Linked DNA regions of Mus musculus: region 2 is linked to region 1. A link is a contact called in public HiChIP or PLAC-seq data. All regions are on one chromosome and are shown on one strand. Each heading gives the region's core, a stretch centred on a gene start, on an enhancer-like site or on the middle of the called end of the contact. The rest is flanking DNA. Distances are from core to core; before and after follow the strand shown.

What was found. HiChIP or PLAC-seq counts read pairs in DNA pulled down with a chosen protein or histone mark.
Region 2: an H3K27ac HiChIP or PLAC-seq map of embryonic stem cells shows a contact between it and region 1, with 6 read pairs. The contact joins two enhancer-like sites. A contact is called at or near these places in 12 of 39 promoter capture datasets (the C10 cell line, the HPC-7 cell line, cranial neural crest and 7 more), 1 of 15 datasets of contacts at CTCF or cohesin (embryonic stem cells), 22 of 484 Hi-C or Micro-C datasets (CD8 T cells, CD8 central memory T cells, the CH12 cell line and 13 more), 18 of 115 datasets of contacts at active chromatin or transcription factors (CD8 T cells, acute myeloid leukemia, bone marrow-derived macrophages and 13 more) and 4 of 9 other capture datasets (adipose tissue, liver, macrophages and 1 more).

Annotation. Positions count from the first base shown.
Region 1 is chr3:116,339,959-116,342,758 of GRCm38.p6, reverse strand. All of the region lies in intron 7 of Cdc14a (CDC14 cell division cycle 14A), which reads left to right. Among named protein-coding and RNA genes, the nearest start is that of Cdc14a, 83 kb to the left of the region's middle. Within about 2 kb of position 1,303, at least 36 of the 459 cell types and tissues checked have an H3K27ac peak or open chromatin away from gene starts, as enhancers often do. A contact at or near this core is called in embryonic stem cells, where this site is marked.
Region 2 is chr3:116,528,645-116,531,748 of GRCm38.p6, reverse strand. The region is part of intron 3 of Dbt (dihydrolipoamide branched chain transacylase E2); the gene reads right to left. It also overlaps the pseudogene Gm4596. Among named protein-coding and RNA genes, the nearest start is that of Dbt, 17 kb to the right of the region's middle. Within about 2 kb of position 1,833, at least 11 of the 459 cell types and tissues checked have an H3K27ac peak or open chromatin away from gene starts, as enhancers often do. A contact at or near this core is called in embryonic stem cells, where this site is marked.

The DNA.
Region 1 (2,800 bases), core at 54-2,553:
AAGGTTAATAAATTGTCTATCATCCGTCTACCTATTCATTAAGGAAGAGTGGGTCTCAGTCATATTCAGAGTTTATCAATATGGCCGGGCTTATTAGCCAGCCTGTTCTCGGAATTCCTTTGGAAGCTAGATTTACAAGCAGGCTGCCACACTCACCAGATTATGTGGCTTTCTGGGAATCTGATGCTGGTTCTTGTACTTGCATGGCGGGTACTCTAACTGCTGAGTCAGTCCCTTAAAGGAGGTTATGTGACCAGAATGCTACTTATAATGCTACAGAGGATGGGTCAGCAGGGTGTAACCACTTGCTTCTAGTCTAACGATTTCTTAAAGGTTTTGTCTGCTTTCACCTCCCATTCAGGAATCTAAAGAATGCCATGTATAAGCCAGGCGGTGGTGGCCCACGCCTTTAATCCCAGCACATGGGAGGCAGAGGCAGGCAGATTTCTGAGTTTGAGGCCAGACTGGTCTACAAAGTGAGTTCCAGGACAGCCAGGGCTATACAGAGAAACCCTGTCTCAAAAAAACAAAAAACAAAAAAACCAAAACCAAAAAAACAACAAAAAAAGAATGCCATGTATAATTAGTCATATGGATATTTTAAATATTCCACTAGGGACATTCAGAAATGATAGAAAGAAATGGTGAAGGTATTTTAAAAGATGTATTTCAATTAATTCATTATATCCCACATATTTCAACATATAGTTAAGACAGGGATTATTAATGGAGTAGTTTAGTTTACATTTAAAAAAAAAATCATGCCTTCAAAGTCCAGTGTGGCGTTTACACTCCAGCATACCTGAGTCTGGTCTGTTCATCCTGTAAGACACAGGAGCCATGGGTGGCCAGGGTAATGATTCCACAAAATAACAGGCTTGCCATGTACGGTCATGGTCCCCCAGAATGGCATGAAGCCTAAGTCAGTGCTCTATCCGCTCTGACTGCTCATGTGGGAGTACTTTCAAGATTGTCCAATTTAGGAGGTTTAGAGAAGGATGCCTCCGGAATTTGGATATTTCCATGTGACCAGCACATGGATTATTGACTTTAGGACTGAGAAATAGCATCAGACACAGGTCTTGAAAAACAAAAACAAAAACAAAAAAAACCCAAAAACCCAAAAACAAAACAAAACAAAACAAAACCAAAACACCTTCTAGAATATGGTTTCTCCAGTTCCCAAGTCAACCCGTCTGTCCTGTTGCTTAGACACACATTGCTCAGTCAGGATTCTACCAGTAATACTAGGCATATCCAGATCCAACCAACCAACCAATCCGCTCACCCACCCTAACAACTAACCAAAGTCACACGATCTGAAAGCGCCCCGTAGCAATCAGTGTCGAAACGTCTGTACTTTCCGACAGGGCTTGTAAGGTATTCCCAAAGAACCCGAGAACCAATACTACAACCACTCCTTTTGGAATCTAGCCAGGGATCAGTTCAGGAAAATAATATCGACCTTTTATCCTAGGGAGATATGTGAAAACAAGAGCCCTAGTGTTCAATTTACACCGTGATGGTATGTGCCTGTGTATATATGGGCAGCACGCCCTCTAGTGGTGAAGTGACTGCAAGACATCCTGCTTTGACGACCTTGGTGACGCTAGGTCCTCAATTTATAGCTCCCTCTGCTTTCCGCGAAGCGCGTTATTGCTTTATTTTGATGACTGGTCCATGAGCTGGTGACCTCACAGGAAAATGCAGAGCAGGGTCACCCACTAGCAGTACCTTGTTCTTGCTTGTGGCTGGGATTGATGGAGACGAAATGCAGAGAAAGGAGCTTGAGGGGTGATCTTTTGGGGGTCGGGAGGAGCGCTCATCTCTGTGGGTCACATTTATTACCTCGCTTAGTTTTTCAATTTCAAAAAGCTTCCTTAAGTAGCCTCCTGGGGATTCAGTAGAGTTCAAAGATCAACTTTAGAATGTAGCAACTACTTAGAAGGCTTCCTTTTAGCTACATGATGTCTGTCACCCCCCCCCCCCCCAGCTCCCAATAAGTAATAAGTCTAACCACTTTTGAGCGAATGCTGTCTGAGAAATAGCGCTGTCAGCAGGAGGGTATTTTTTTCAGATTGTCAATCTATTGTTGACTTGATTTTGTTTTCTCAAATGCTGGCTATCTGGGACACATCTTTGACCTTGGCAGGTGAGAGCCACACCCAGCTACATCTACCTGACCTCAGAGGAGAGGAGCTGCTGCTTTCGCAGGTGCAGGGGCACCGCACAGGGCTTCTTGTTTTTTACCTTGGTACTCAGAGAACAGGATCGTATTTGCTCAACACCTAGTAAACACAGTTCACACCCATCCATCGGCAGCTGGGGCCTCTGCTCGCCTCAGTTCCTGCCCAGGCAGCTCCATTCCGATCGCTCTGACTGGGAAACTTTGCTTTAAAAAAAAAAAAAATAATAATAATATAACGCTGGGACCAGGGAGATGGCTCAATCAGAAAAATGTTTGCCAAAGCAAGCATGAAGACCAGATTGTAGATTCCTTCAGCCTGTGCAAAAAAAGCTGTCATGGTGGCGAGCTGTCTGTAATCCTAGCACTTGGTGTGGAGGTGGGGGAGAGGGTTGGGATAGAGGCTTGGGCTGTTTGTGTGGTTCCCTGAGTCATTCTCAGCCCCATGTGGCTCACGCTGTGTTGCATTAGACACATCTGTGTCTTCCGTGTCCTCTCTGTGCTTGTGCGCAGAAACTGTCTTGCCTGCCCTTGCATGAATAAAGTAAGCCACTAGCAGAGTCTACTCAGCACAAGGAGTTAATCGGTGTGTAAGACGTGAAATATCTCACGGGT
Region 2 (3,104 bases), core at 584-3,083, 190 kb before region 1:
GGAGGGAGGGAGAAAGGAAGGAAGGGAGAGAGGGACGAAGAACTATTTTAAGAAATAATGACCTAAATGTTAAACCTGAAACTGCCAGAAGAAAACACAGGTAATAGCTTGCATGAAACAGGTGTAGGAAAGCCAACAAGGGACAAGTGGGACTTCATAGGATAAAAGGCTGCTGTACGCCTCAAGAGACAGACGACTCGGTGAAGCGGAAGCCCACAGAGCCGGAGAGAATCTCTGTCAGCTATCCATCTAACAGGAGATTAATATCCCAAACATATAAAGAACTCAAGAAACAAACAGTCAAAAAGACAAAACTCATTAAAAAGGGAGGGGTGGGAATGGGGGCAGGGGAGGTGGGGCTGGGACCTAAACAGAGAATTCTTAAAAGAAAGAAAAAAAACAAAAAGCTAAAAAAATTTCAAAAAAAATGTTCATTTTCCATAGCAATTTGGAAAATACAAATCAAAACAACTTTGAGGACTCATTTTACCCAAGTCACAGTGACAAAGATCAGCAGCAACACAAGTGACAACGAACTCTAGGAGTGCGGGGAAGGGAACCCTCCCTCACTGTTGGTGGGATGGCAAACTGGTTAGGCCACTCTGGCAATCTCACATCTGTGGAGAATTCTCAAAAAGCTAGACTAAATCTACCATATGAGCCTGCCGTTCTACTTGTTGGCATCTGCCCAAAGGAGCCGTACATCCCACTTCCCAGATACTTGCTTGGCATGGTTCTTGCTGACTGCTGCTGTTCACAATAGCTGGGAAATGGAAACAACCCAAATGTCCTTCAGCTGGTGAAAGGACAAGGGAAATGTGACATAATGCACACCTGGAATACTGTGCAGCAGCAAAAAGAAATGAAACCATGGACTTTGTAGGTGAGTGGGTGGAACTAGAGCCAGAAGGACAGACATCATGCTCTCCAGGTGAGTGGGTGGAACTAGATCCAGAAGGACAGACAGACATCATGCTCTCCAGGTGAGTGGGTGGAACTAGATCCAGAAGGACAGACAGACATCATGCTCTCCAGGTGAGTGGGTGGAACTAGACCCAGAAAGACAGACAGACATCATACCATGCTCTCCTTGTTCTGAGGCTCCAAGCCCCAACTCTTTAGATGTGAGCACATATTCTGGAAAACTACAGAAACACACACTACAGAAAGGGACTATTGCTAGGGCGGTAGAGTCAGGAACAACAGAGAGAACAGCAGAGCACACGGGATCTGATAGGGAAAACTGGAAAGATGAGGGGCACGAACTAGGGAGGTGGGAAGAAGATAAATACAAAAGTAAGAGAGAGATACAGTAAGATTAAGGAGGTCTAAAAAGGGCACAAGGAATGATACTATTAACTACCTACCTACACAAACACAAAACAAAATAAACTCTGTAATATACTAAGTCTGTGTATAAATAGTTTAAATGAAATTTTCCCATTTGGGCTGACAATGCTCCTTCCAAAGTTCCACACCAGGCATGAGATGGCCTCTTTTGAGGTGTTGCTCAGAACTACCCAAGAGACTTCCTCATCATCACAGACTATTGCTATTGCCCTTGGAAACCCTAGAGGCGGAATGCAAGTCCCTAACTCGGAAACAACACGACACACTTCAGACACAGGCCCAGAGGCCCCTGAGCTGGAACTGACTCCAGTCCTGCAAGCTTCCAAAGGAGGGAGGCAATCGACAGTCGTCCCCCCCCCCCCCCCCCCCGCAGCTATGACACCTGTGAGCCACAACAAAGACCAGCATGCTTGCACAACAGCCCTAAGCATGCAGCAGGGGTTCCCTGTGGCTCCCAACAGCTCCCTGATTAGACTCAAGGTCACTCAGGCTAGTACAAAAACCCAGACAACCACCCAGGGCTAGTGAGTTATGGATCTGAGAGGAGAGCCTACAGCCCTCACTTCACTAAACCTGAAAAATTTCTAGCTTCATCCTAAACATCTGTCCTTATACGCACAGGTCAGTGCATCCTCATTCCCCTATCAAAGAAACTTCTCAGAGACCATTATACAAAACAACAGCCAGTCAGAATGCAGAGGTGTGGAGCCCAGTCCCAGTGGGTATTCTACAGAACACTCTCAAAGCTAAGCCTTCTCCTTGAGCAAAACGGGACGGAAAGATGCTGAGTCAGAGGATCATGGAATTTGTTGTAAGATTTGTCTCCTAGTAATGTCAGAAGCTACACCCATCAAGTCTCGCCAGCACCACCACCTGAATGTGAGCTAAACAAGGACAACAGCAGACATGCCAAAGTGGACAGGAAAACGATGAGGCCTCAACCCTACAGAACTACAGGCAGCTAAGGAATGCTGAGAGAGGAGAAGCGCTGTTCCCCAGGGAGAGTACAGTGGGTGTCCATTACCAAGTGACAAGCTCTGAAGGCATAATACAAGTAACATTATATAGACTGAGCAGGTCCTATTTATGTATCTGAAAATTATATGTATGTATGTATGAATATCCATATGTAGAATATGTAATATATATGTATATATATATATATATATATACATATATATATATATATATATATATGTACACACACAATTAATGAAAAGAAGCCATGAATTTGAAAAAGAACAGGTATATGGAGAGTTTGGAGGGAAGAAAGGGAAGGGAGAAATGATATATTATAATCTCAAATATATAAGAGATAATTAAAAAAAATAATAACCCAACACACATACAGTAGAGGACTTCAGGGTCTGTGTTCGTTCAGGGATGATGCCCCTAACCCTCATGAGGCTGGAGGCCCCAGGGAGTTTAGAAGTTTGGTTGGGTTGAGGGGTGGGGACATCTATGTGGATACAGCGGGATGGGGAGGAGGTATGGGATGTGGAACAGTCAGAGGGTGGGAAATAAAATATGGACTGTAAAAAAATAAATAAAATAGCTTCCAGTCCGACCTCCGATCAGTTTTAGTAAGAAGGTGCTGTTCCAAAGGCAAGAGGGTGGCAAGTCCACCCGGCCTAAGCAAGGGAGGCAAACCACGCCTCTTTAACCCTCCCCCTGCGGACAGATACATGGTGGCACCTGTGTCTGGCAGAGCCGGTGTGAGAAGAAGAGACAATCCTTCCCTGTCGCCAGGATAA